Linked DNA regions of Mus musculus: regions 1, 2 and 4 are each linked to region 3. The links are chromatin contacts, called in public Hi-C, HiChIP or PLAC-seq and promoter capture Hi-C maps. All regions are on one chromosome and are shown on one strand. The core of a region is the stretch at or near the end of the contact, and the rest is flanking DNA. Distances in the headings are between cores, read along the strand shown. Region 1 holds the start of Adal (adenosine deaminase-like). Region 2 holds the start of Ganc (glucosidase, alpha; neutral C). Region 3 holds the start of Zfyve19 (zinc finger, FYVE domain containing 19). Region 4 holds the start of Ccndbp1 (cyclin D-type binding-protein 1).

Region 1 (3,129 bases), core at 19-2,518, 1.9 Mb before region 3:
AAAGAAAGGAAAAAATAAAGAGGGGGAAGGAAGTGGGGGGAAAGAGCAAGCATCTCCATCAGAGCGTGGATGAAAGCCAAAGGACATGCGCAAGGTGAGCTGTGCACTGCTGTGGAAAGTCACGCCATTTTAACCTGCCTCTGTGTCTCACCATCAGGATGTCCTCAGCACTAGTAGTAAGCTGATGTATAACTTGGAACATCTGGAAACATCTACAAATGAAAAAAAAAATGTCTTAACACACTTCCCTCATCAAAACCTGTTACTCAAGAAAAACCCTCAGAATGGAATTAATTAGTAAATTTGAGGTTAATAGTAAGTATATATTTAAATTTACAAAGAACTATAGGATACACCTTTTTTCAAAATTACATTGATCTAGAAAGACAATTTAATAGCTAAAATAAGATATTACTTATTTATATTGAAAAGTATGAAACAGCCATTCCTATTCTTTAATCCTGCCAGGACTAGCAAATAGAGAAAAATCAATCTGTCTTTATTTTCAAATCTAAGGAACAACTCAATATGACAAACAATATAAATCATTAAACATACTGTCAGTCTGACAGTTGGAAAAGCACTGTGAGTTAGGTTATATATTTTATGCCAGATGTCTACCCTATCTAAGTATTAAAATCTGATTCTTATATATTATAATCCCAAAATACAGCCACAAAAAATTCCCACAACCTCCCAAACTCACTCTTGTAAAGTCCTTTTCTTCCCCTTGTCAATCATGGTCATGTGACCATGAACGTTAAGATGTGGCTTCTTGGCTATCAGTTTCTTCATGGTACTGGAACTAATGGAGCCATTCAAGTGGGCATGGAGCTCCTAACACAAGAGGACAATCAGTTCACAAGAGTCCACGAGATCCAGAGCCCCATACATCAGGCCCTGGTGGCCTGGTTCCTAGTTGTAGTTTATACTAGGCCAGCTACTTGGTTCAGCTATACCCACTCTACAATTTCTACCCATAAGCTTTACTTCTCTTTTGTGGAAAACAATACAAAAGCCATTATACAGTAACAAGAACTCTGTAGTTAATTCTTACCACTTTTGGTAATTGCAGATAAAAGTCTGTCTTCCCAGGCCACTGCTGTCCGGCCTCCATCACTTCAGTAGAAGGAAAAGTTTCTCTTTGCTCTTATTCTCGGCTTGGACGATAAACTTATCAAAGTGGGAATCTCTGAGGTGCTGGACTTCCTTCAGATTGCCATTTTAAACAAGACTTGCACTATGTGTGGCTCTGGGATCACTTTCACCTACAATAACAAATGTAACTATTTTCAGATCTAACATGCAAACAGAAACACAGTCACTGCTGATATCTTCTTTTTACACCTCCCAAGCCCCCTCAACCCCCTGCTCCCACTAACTTAAGTTAAGCAAAGCTAACTTAGGTGTGTCTGCAATGGGGAAATGACTAGTAAAAAAAAAAAAGAACAAGAAAAAAAAAAACACCCGAAAACTAAAAATCCAGCGTTCGTCTGTCCCTTTAACTCTGGGCTCCTTTAATCTACTGCGTAGGTCAGGTTAGCTTACACATGTAGCACGAATTTGCTTTTACAAGAAAACATGTTATTTCATATTTACGTCGCACAAACACTTTCCTTAAATGGGTTGGGTCTGTCAGGCGAAAATCCTGTCTCTGGATGGAGGGTAGTATTTGCTGCCTCCTGTCTCTGATCCTTCTGGTCGACTAGATGCCTTTATTAACATATCTTGCACGCACTGAATCATTCTGCCACACAATCTGCTCTTCTAAGACCACTAACGAGTTCCTAACCCTAAAACATTTTCCAATAACCAAATCTTCATAGAAAATTTTTCTTGATCCAGTTGGACTCCAGAACTCATACTCTCAGCCGTTACATACTACTGCTCTGAGTTAACCATTCTTCAAGTCTTTCTATTTCCTTTCCTAATCCAAGCAGACACTAAATTAGTAAATGATGAAGTTTCTACGCATCTCTGGGAGTGCTTTCTTACTGGTATCTCCTAAGCATCAAATGTAGAAACTTTAAAAGTCCAACCTGGGTTGCTTCCTTTAAACAACAACGCCACAGGGAATAATCACATCTCTTCTATAGCGATTTTCAGCAGACATACTCAATACCACATACGAATCACAGAATCTTGGAAGTGGAGGGGAGTGTCATTTTTACATGCTGAATACTTACTCACTGTAGACCTAGCACAGAATTTAGACTACATGAGAATAAACAGCACGTACAGGGGCAGTGGGTTAATAATAATCAGTAATTATCCGTAAAGGTCTCTTTCTTCACTTTCCATATGGCCTAATTTAAGATCTAAATGAGTTCTCCCTCGCAACGAGAACACTCAATAAAGGAGCAACTGTTACTTTTGTGCAAGGACCAATCTACTCTGGATTGCTTAAGATCCGAGGTGCTGGTCCTCTTTTGCCGGACCAAACCGGTATCAGGTCGTCAGCCTCCGATTCACCTAAAAATGTTCTCAAATAAGAGGATCTACACAAGTTTTTTTTTTCCCTGCAGAAAATGCCTGTACAAAGAGGTAACTTGAGCTCTCCAAGCGCTAGCTGTTACCGAAGCAGCTGGCGTGTTCCCAGGAAAACGTAATTTGGAAAGGGGGGGTGGGGGGGGGGAAGGTCAAAAAACCTCTCGCGGGTTTTGGCAGAGAGCGGTCTTCTCGGAAGTGACGCACCCAGAAGCGGATGAGCGGGAGCTCGGTAAGTGTTCTGTGTGCAGTATTGCTGAGCACCTTCTCGTCATGGGCCCGCGAGGCCGCCAGCGCCGGGCGGGAACGGTCCAGAGCACCAACGACAGCAGCTCCCTCAGCAAACGATCGCTTGCCGCACACGGATACGTGCGCGACCCCTTTGCGGCGCTGCTGGTCCCGGGACCCGTGCGGCGCACGCCGCTTATCCACCGCGGCTATTACGTGCGCGCGCGCGCCGTGCGTCACTGCGTGCGCGCCTTCCTCGAACTCACTAGCGCGCTCCCGTCCCGGACCAGAGCCCAGATCCTGTCCTTGGGCTCAGGCTCCGACTCGCTTTATTTTCGTCTGAAAGCGGCGGGCCTCCTGGCCCGAGCTGCCGTCTGGGAGGTGGACTTCCCGGACGTGTCTCGGCTCAAGGCG
Region 2 (2,928 bases), core at 150-2,649, 1.2 Mb before region 3:
AAAATCCATTTAAGAGTTTGGAAGGCAACCTTTCCACTGTTAAACTTATCTAATCCTCCTGAAAGTACTTTATGAGAGGTTAGCTATTAACATTACCCAAATCCCCGCAGAACCAATAAAGAACGATGAAGCAAATAGCAAGCATTCAAGGAAGTGCTTTAAAACCTAAGTGAAGCCATCAAAGCTAGAAGGTTGTTTTTGGAGTCCGTTCTTGGGGGGAGCAATTGCCCTTTACCTGATTTCCTCTTTCTCAGCTGCTTCCATGGCACAAGGATGTTAACTCTGCCTGACTCCTAACTCTCAGGCCACAGTCTCAGGCGATCTTTAAAAAAACGGTGACAAGCAGGCTTGCTAAATTATAACCCGTACTTCATCACAGTCAAGAGTCCCCTTCGGGCAGAAGCCAATCTTAATTTTTTTTCATCTGGTATTATCTCAAGCGTAAACCAGCGTCTTTACAGGGATAAAGTACTTGGTAAATATTTCTAGGTTGAGAGTGGCTGATGAACTTTGCTTTTATTGGCGGAGATGTGCTCGCTGCCCTAGAGGTTAAAATCTAAGAGTGTGAGAAACAGGAAGCACCACCAATAAGGGTCAGTCTTAGTGGCTGTCACTCTACAATACCGAAAGCTGACCTGATCTCTCCTCACTTTTAGTTTCGAATGGGGAGTACAGTCTGGATCACTGCTGGACGCTGATGTCGCCTGTCAAACTATGCTGCAGCTGCCCCACAGTCTTTCAGGGTCAAAAGGGACTTTGGAGCTAATGAATCGTTTCTACTTCAGCCCCGTCACATTCCAGGCTCTGTTGCCACAGCTCGACAGCCAGAGAACTCAGTACTTGATGTCAATCATGCATCCAGTGTGCGCGCTTCTACAGACGTCTGGCCTGCGCCTGACCTTGACTTGGAAAGGATGAGGGGCGGGAAGAAGCAGGAAAAGCAAAGCCTTGGCCGCTGCACTGAGTTCCTTTAAGGGCTGGAAGAACAGAGGGAAGCACTAGACCTCAAAACTCTGCTAGTTCACCTCCAGGCCACGATCGCAGGGAAACAGGAGGACGCCTGCGCAGTAGACTCAAAGTTTCTGGGGCGCTCTGAGCGTCTGTGGGAAGAAGCACAGTTTCAAGGACCCGGATAATCCCGCCCACAAAGTAGCGCCGGAAGAGGGTGGGACGAGCCGGAAGAAGGCGGAACTACCTAGCCGGAAGAAGGCTCAATACTTTGGGTAGGCGCTTCATGGCTGTGAAGATGGCGGTGGCTGCGTGGCTTCAGGTGTCTCCTGTTATTTTTCTTCTTTTAGGGGCGCAGCCGTTCCCATTATCGTTTCTTGGTGCAGGTCCGGCACCCGTGTTTGCTGCAGATAGATCGAAGTGGCACATTCCGATGCCGTCGGTGAGTGTTGGGGTCGCTACTGAGCCTGAAGGGGGTAAGAGGTGGGGCTACGGTGGCCCAAGGGGTCCAGGAAGATTTCTGGAAAGTCGGGTTCCCAAAGTGAGTGGAATACCCAGAGCGTCCGTGTAGCTGCCGACGGGATCCCACCTGCCCTGAGCTGAGAGCTGAGCTATTTGCTGTAGGCGAGGAGTGTCAGGGGCCAAGCGTGTTCTTACCGGGAAAGTAACAGAACTTTAAGCATGGAACAGGAGAGAAACTTAATACACAGGGAGAGATAGTAGTTTCTCTTTCAGCTAGAATGTTACAAAATCCAGTACTAGGGCTGGATGAAAGGGAGATGTGAATAGAAGTCTTTATTTTTAACTCGTGTGTGTGTGTTTGTAAAAATAGTCCTACGGATGAAGGGTTTTGATTTGGTTTAAACTTGGAAACGTCTTTTGTGATTAGGGGACTTGGAGATTCAAAAATGCATTTTAACATGGGAATAGCCAAAACGAAACAATTCTAAAATGTTGTGTAGTAAGGATAGTCTTTTGTTTGGATAGTTAACTGATAAGTCGACCCATTTTAGAATCTCGTTTGACTTAGTACAGTACTTTGAACCAGAAAAACCAGATTTTGGTGAGAACTGCTTTAAAAACCATTAGCCATTTCGTTGACCTTTTTGCCTTTTTTTTTTTTTTGTCCTGTTCACTGTACATTTATATGGCAAATATTACAGGTTGTATTCATGTTGGTAAAGGGTTTTGGGCTTTGAGTTGTAGTTTTCTGTTTGTTACTGAAATGATTAATAGTTAAGTCCTTTTACATGTAAAAGTAAAACTGCTGAAAGTTTATTCAAAAGTCGGTTGTTCTGAGGGATGATTCGTGAGTAAAAAAGGAACTGTCCAGCTCAAGCCACTTTGAAGTTAGGTTGAAATTTGTAGCAGCCTCCCACTCAAGAGTCCCTGCTCTGTGGCCTGTAGGGAGCGGCAAGAGCCAATAGTTAGGATATGACTGACTTTCACTAAAGAAAATGTTGTTACTGTCTTTTTGATTAAGAAAATTTTGAATATTTTATAAATGTAGGTATTCATATTCTGCCTTGAAAATCGAAATGCCCTGATGTTAATTATCTTCCCTTTATCTTTTCAGGGGAAAGGTTATTTTAATTTTGGAAAGATTCTTTTCAGAAATACTACCATCTTACTGAAATGTGAGTTTCTAAACTTCATTGAGTTATTCGGATCTTTTAAACTTAGAAAATTATTCTCTACCCTAGTTTGCTTCTGTGTGCGCGCGCGCATTTGTGTGCATGTAGGAACATGTATGCATGTGTGTGAAGGTCAGAGGTCAGTTACTTGTGTCTTCCTCAGTTGCTGTCAGCCCTGTTTTTTGAGACAAGGACTCTCTCCTTGAACTTGGAGCTTGAGGTTTGGCTAGACTGGCTGACCAGCCAGCCTCAGGGATCTTCTTGCCCGCTTCTTTGGCACTGGAATTACAGGCATGGATTTTTACATGGATGCTAGGAATCTGAACTCAGGTGCTGATGCTTGCTG
Region 3 (3,014 bases), core at 499-2,998:
AAGCAGGAGGAAGCATGTCTCACCCAGCCCCGATGGCTCTTCTCTGAGACCCTCTAAGCACTCACAGAAAGAAGGAAGTGAAGTTGTGACCAGATTTTGAAGGAAGGAGGAAGAGTGGTATCCCTAGGGTTCTGGCCGAGATGGGTTCAGCAATTCCTTGTTTCCGGAGTCTTATTCAAATTAGATAAAACTTCAGGCAAAATTCACATGCTTTCTACCATTTTCAATTTCTTACCATGGGGGTGTAGTGCAAAGACAAACAAGGCCCAGTGTGTCAGGTCCCTGGCTTGTCAACAAAAAGAATCAGAGTTGGGTGCAGATCCCGTGCTTTCTCTGTTCTGGTAGAGATGGTGGGAGGTTCGCCTCAGGATAGGGTTGTAACAATAGCTTCAATTATTAAGTACTTAGTGTGTGCCAGGCACTAAGCCTGCACCTTAAAATTCATCATTTGTTATAACCATCATCACTTACATACGTCATCATATTTGATCCTGATGCCCACCAGTATTATCTCTATTTTAACAGGGGCCAGTGAAATTACATGACCGTTCAATTAGATCATTCTTTGAATAAGACAGGGCAGCTGAAATTTGAACTCTGACACCAAAATTGATATGTAAGTGCTCCAATCCTATACACCATGAATTCGTCCCATTTACTTCCCTTGCAGCTCACAAGGGGAATGTGGTTGAGAAGAAGGCTTTTTCATTGTGCCCTGGGGAGAAAAGGGCAAGCTGTGGACGGGGCAGGTTTCAGAACAGAGAGCAACCGGCATGCATGGGATGACTTTAAAGACAGAGATGGAGAGAAGGGGAGTGGATAGAATGTAGGTGGAGATTTAAAAAAAAAGTGTAGCTTTTGGAAACTTTACAATTTCTAGGGTCTTTTCAGCTACAGCACCTCACCGAAGCTACTTTACATTTTCTTAATTTACATTATTTCTTTGTGAGTGTATGCGTGCAGACATATGCATATCATGGCATGTGTGTGGAGATCAGAGAATAACTTTCAGGAGTTCTCTCCTTCCACCATGTGGGTCCTGGGGTTCGAACTAAGGTCATCGGGATTTGCAGGAAGTGCTTTTACCTCACTGAACCTCATCAGACCATCATCTTAACCCGGAAACGGGTGGGCATCCGACCCACTTTACAGAGAGGTTAACCGGGTTACTTCATCAAAACCACACAACTGAAAAGAAGCCGTCAAACGGTCTTTAGCCTGCAACTCCCTTCCCTTCGCCCCGCGTCCTCCCTTGGCCCTTCGGCTTTCTGGGAGTACACTCGCCTCCTTCTTGAAGAGGGTGAACTTGACAGCACAGCCGTAGCACCTGCTCTCCATAGCAGTTCTCGGCGCTGCAGAATTGGTAGGTTAGCCTCTCACCAGCGCAGGGTAGGCCTCTCAGACCCTCAGGTTGTGCAGCCCAGTCCCACACGCCCATCGGCGCTGTCCAGGGGCGGCCCAGCGCGGAGAATTCTGACTTTGCACTCACCAAGGCGGGGCGGCAGCGGAGTGGGGCATGCTGGGAGTCGTAGTTCATTCTCCGCAGCGCGCTCCTCCACAGCCAGTCAGACGAGAATCGGAAGGCATCATCCCAGGAGGCTTAGCGCGCTTTTGGGCCGGCTCGGAGCGAGTAAGCCCCGCGCCCACGCACACGCTCAGACTCCTGGGAGTTGTAGTATCAATTCAAGTTTGGACTAGAACCATGGCGGTGACCAAAGAGCTCTTACAAATGGATCTGTACGCGCTGCTCGGCATTGAGGAGAAGGCGGCAGACAAAGAGGTGAGAACTTGATAGGCAAAGCAGTTCTTCGGTCCTCGCGTCAGGGCGCGCGCCTGGCTCCGGCTTTCTATGCTCCGCCCTATCCTGGACCCGGAGCGAGGGACGGCCAATGACTAAAAAGGGGGCCTCCGGGCACTTCCTGAAAGGCTTGAGGACTGGGTTAGGGAGGGAGGCATTGAGAACTCTGAACTGTGTGACCGTGCTGTCCCTTCTGCCACACTGTTTGGAGGCCGGTTGAACCTGAGAGCCCAGGCCTGCTTTTTTGCGCCTGCGCAGCATCAGTTTGTACGCTGAACGTTTTACCTGTCTGTCTGGAGGTGTTTGGTTTTAGTCTGTTTTAACTTCAGGGGGATCCTAGGAAGAAAAGTCTCTAGGCTCTAACTCCTCCCCTCAGCCCCTCTTCTTTTTCTGGATTTGACGTTGAGGCCTAGAACCTAGAGGCCTCAGTTTTCTTTTCCTCTTTTTAAGTATCAGATGTTCCAATGTTGTCAGTGCGTGCTGCTTAGCGGGTTAAACAAGAGGATCAGAAGGTTAAAGCAGGTGGTGTGGGGGTCCACTTATCTCAAGTGCTGTACTTAAGGTTTCTGTTATTTACTCTTAGATTGTGGTGGCAATAGTGACAGTACACGCAGGGGAGTTCATTGGATAAAAAGTAATGCCCACCGGGCTGGGCATAGTGATCCAAGCCTGTAATGCACTTGGGCGCTGGAGGGAGGAGAATCAGGAATTTAAGGTCAACTTCAGTTTCTTGTGGAGTTTAAGGTCAGCTGTCTTAACGTGTTTAAGGTGGGGGGGGGGAAGAGATCCTTTTTATTTATTTATTTTTTCGAGACAGGGTTTCTCTGTATAGCCCTGGCAGTCCTGGAACTCACTTTATAGACCAGGCTGGCCTCGAACTCAGAAATCCGCCTGCCTCTGCCTCCCCAGTACTGGGATTAAAGGCATGCACCACCACCGCCCAGCAAGAGATCTTATCAATGCTCTTATACTTCTGGACTGCTTGTCCAATGCTTGAGTGTCAGAAAGAGTGCTCTGGGGCAGAAAATCAGGGTGATTGGATTCTTCAGTAAAGTTGTGGTCATCCTGCTCAGAAAGCTTCCTGAAGATTTGGCTGAAGTCAAAAATGGATGTAGAAATAAATACTCGTAAAGCACAGGCTTTCTCTTTGCAGCCCTGGCTGTCCTGGAACTCACTCTGTAGACCAGGCTGACCTGGAACTCAGAAATCCACCTGC
Region 4 (2,812 bases), core at 27-2,526, 1.8 Mb before region 3:
ACCACACAATAGAAAGAAATTAGGTAGACACCTGACAATTATAAAAAGCATTACAAAAAGAAGGACAGCCTTGGCTGTCCTGGAACTTGCTCTGTAGACCAGGCTGGTCTTGAACTCAAGAGAGCAGCCAGCCCCTGCCTCCTTAAAGTGCCGGGATTAAAGGTGTGTACCACCAGCAGCAACAGCAACATCTTAACACTAAAGGGTTTTATATAACAGGTGCTGCTTAGATACTGCAAAGACATTTAACTCCTCCTCTGCTATTTATTGACCTGAGCCTCTAAACCTGCTTACTCATTGGTCAGATGGGGAATATGTATGTGAAACAGCTATAAATCAACAAGGAAAGTTGAAAGTTAAGAGGAACTAACCTGGCTGAGTTTCAGCCTAAATTTAGAAGACCTTTCTAACCCTATGCACCTGGCTATTTACAACAATCCCATGTGGTAAGAACTGTAACCTCGCTTGCTAAGTGGGGGAAATAAGTGTGGCTTGAATGTGAAGGGTAAGAAAACGGGAGGATTCTTAAGGAGAAAATAACCCTCCGGAAGCAAAGCTCACCTGTGGAGATGGCCATGGAAGTTTAGAGAAGTGCGTTGTCAGAACAGTGGCTTCCCCGTTCACTTTCACTGCTGCCTCATCTGGGGGTGTCAGAGGCGGCAGGGGGCCAAAGTTAGTGTTAAAAGGTTAAAGTTACTACTTGGACTTTTTAGATAACGCGTCCCTTTTCCACCCTAATCAACATCTCCAAAACAACTCCAGAAATCGTTTTATATTTCTGCTTCAAGTGCGGAGAATGGGTGGGAGAAGGGATGAGGACCAGAGACATTGTCATCTCAGGGGACAGCAGAGGGAAGGTTAGGATGCAGGGAGATGAGGGAAGAGCCCGCAACGGCAGACACTCACTGAGTCTTCTCCAAAACATTTCTCGATTAAATTCCTCCGCTGTCTCCTGGGCTTCGCCGACTTGAGGAAGGCCGGATCACCCCGAAAGCAAAAGACAGGTGAGAGGAGCCCTGACCTGATGCCCTACATCCCTACCCGGAGCCCGGGATGCAGATTCCCATAACTCACCCCGTACTCGAGGCAGAAGTGACCGTAGCTCCTCTGCTAAGTGCCGGAGCTGCTCCAGAGGCGGAGCAAGGAAGGGGACTGCGGCTGTCGAGCTCGCCATCGCAGGCTCTCTCTGGGAACCAGCTAAGACGCTTAAGCCATTTGGCCCCGCCGCAGTACTTCCGGTGCTGAAAAACTCATCTCGTTTCCGGCAACACACAGCGCGTCCCGCCCCTTCCTTCTCAGTGTAGCGACCCCGCCTTCCCAGACAGCCCGGCCATCCGTCCACGCCTCCCCCCACCCCCAGAGACCCGCCCACTCAGGAACAAGACCACGCCTCCCCACTGGAAACCTGCCCACTCCCCGCTGGCCCGGCCTGGAGACCCAGCCACGCCTCCTTCACCTGCCCTCCCCGCAGATCTAGAGACTTTTTCCAGTCCCTGGCTACACCCCACTACCCCTCCCTCCATGACACTAGGCCACTCAAAAGACCCAGCCAGGCATCTTTTGACCTACTAGAGACCTGGCCACTCTTCTATGTAACTGAGCTTTTCCCCTGTAAATATGTCCGTGGCAGTGCCTGCAGAGGCCAGAGAGGGAATCAGATCCCCAGGACCCGGAGTTACACTGTGTGAGTGAAGGGAATCGAACCTGTGACCTTTGGAAGAGCAGCCAGCACTCTTAACTGCTGACTCCAGCTCCCTGGTGACTCTTTCTCCAAGCCCCCAAACCAGGCCCACTTTCTGGCTCCCATATGTTTATCAACATTGCAGATCCGTTTGTGATATTTCTTTGTTAATACTTATCTTTTATTATTTTTTAATCACATGTAAGTCTGTGCACATATGAATGTAGGTGCCCACAGTGGCTCTGGCCTGGAGCTAGAGTTACAGGCAGTTGTGAGCATCTGACATGGTTGCTAGGGATTGAACTCGGGTCTTCTGGAGGTAAAGTACATGCTCTTAACCACTGATCTCTCCAACCCATTGTTTATGGCTACCATTCATTCATTTATTTGATTAGTTGAAAACAACCTTGGCTAAGGAAGCAGAAAGCCCATGATCGGTGGGGAAACAGGCTGGGAAGTCAAGTCTCAGGAGCAGTAAAGGTCCAGGACAAGTTTCCACAGGCTCCCTAGGCAGAAAATGACATCCTGAACTCCAAGTTCGGGCTGGATGCTTTTCACAGGATGACCCTAATAAACACAGTAGTACCAAGGGACACAGTGACACAGAGACCCCACTGTGGCAATCTTCTTGATTAGGGCTCTTTGCCTCCTGAGGAAGAATCAATTGTTAGACTTTTCTGCAGTCCACACAGCAAGAATCAGTAGTAAACATTTCCAACATTCAGATGTCCAAGGAGTGACTGCTTCCTGAAGCTCACCCACTGATACTGGCTTTCCCATCTGCCACAGGGCAGAGATCTGAGCCACAAATGTGGAGGCTGGACTTCTTCCAGGCTGCTAGCTGTAAGCCATGGACTTCAGGAGCTCAGATGACTTTTTAACTGCACCATGAATATTCCAAGTTCAGTGGAGTTCAATGTCCACACACGGTAAATGAGCACAGGTGTCAGCAATGTCAACCAGGTCCTCAATGGAGAGAATGTAAAGGCTAGGGAGCCATATGTCACATGAAGAAAGTAGCAAGAATAAACCTGCCATATGTACAGTAGAAGTATAAGTAGGTAAACAGGTATAATCTTCCAGTATTTTCCCTGGTGGAGATGAGACCTGAAGCTGTGACCAAAGCAGCGA

The links. A called contact is a pair of places that touch in the nucleus more often than the background predicts. HiChIP or PLAC-seq counts read pairs in DNA pulled down with a chosen protein or histone mark. Capture Hi-C pulls out chosen DNA fragments and counts their contacts.
Region 1: a contact with region 3 is called in an H3K27ac HiChIP or PLAC-seq map of microglia, with 6 times the contacts expected there. The contact joins the promoter of Adal here to the promoter of Zfyve19 in region 3. A contact is called at or near these places in 1 of 39 promoter capture datasets (liver), 1 of 115 datasets of contacts at active chromatin or transcription factors (microglia) and 2 of 9 other capture datasets (adipose tissue and liver).
Region 2: a Hi-C map of uterus shows a contact between it and region 3, with 4 times the contacts expected there. The contact joins the promoter of Ganc here to the promoter of Zfyve19 in region 3. A contact is called at or near these places in 1 of 39 promoter capture datasets (liver), 1 of 484 Hi-C or Micro-C datasets (uterus) and 1 of 9 other capture datasets (liver).
Region 4: a promoter capture Hi-C map of liver shows a contact between it and region 3, with 2.3 times the contacts expected there. The contact joins the promoter of Ccndbp1 here to the promoter of Zfyve19 in region 3. A contact is called at or near these places in 2 of 39 promoter capture datasets (both in liver) and 1 of 9 other capture datasets (liver).

The regions. Positions count from the first base shown.
Region 1 is chr2:121,140,232-121,143,360 of GRCm38.p6, reverse strand. It overlaps Adal (adenosine deaminase-like), which reads right to left and starts at 1,268. Exons shown (of 10, transcript NM_029475.2): 1 at 1,058-1,268; 2 at 707-837; 3 at 152-212. The coding sequence starts at 1,117. Lcmt2 (leucine carboxyl methyltransferase 2) reads left to right here and starts at 2,663. Exons shown (of 1, transcript NM_177846.3): 1 at 2,663-3,129. The coding sequence starts at 2,761.
Region 2 is chr2:120,402,367-120,405,294 of GRCm38.p6, reverse strand. Ganc (glucosidase, alpha; neutral C) reads right to left here and starts at 1,399. Exons shown (of 24, transcript NM_172672.2): 1 at 236-1,399. The coding sequence starts at 264. Tmem87a (transmembrane protein 87A) reads left to right here and starts at 1,179. Exons shown (of 20, transcript NM_001110496.1): 1 at 1,179-1,390; 2 at 2,525-2,585. The coding sequence starts at 1,235.
Region 3 is chr2:119,207,454-119,210,467 of GRCm38.p6, reverse strand. It overlaps Zfyve19 (zinc finger, FYVE domain containing 19), which reads right to left and starts at 1,748. Exons shown (of 11, transcript NM_028054.3): 1 at 1,285-1,748. The coding sequence starts at 1,338. Dnajc17 (DnaJ heat shock protein family (Hsp40) member C17) reads left to right here and starts at 1,673. Exons shown (of 11, transcript NM_139139.2): 1 at 1,673-1,780. The coding sequence starts at 1,703.
Region 4 is chr2:121,006,872-121,009,683 of GRCm38.p6, reverse strand. It overlaps Ccndbp1 (cyclin D-type binding-protein 1), which reads right to left and starts at 1,276. Exons shown (of 11, transcript NM_010761.2): 1 at 1,075-1,276; 2 at 907-966; 3 at 562-641. The coding sequence starts at 1,174. Tmem62 (transmembrane protein 62) reads right to left here. Exons shown (of 14, transcript NM_175285.3): 14 at 1,841-2,812. The coding sequence ends at 2,539.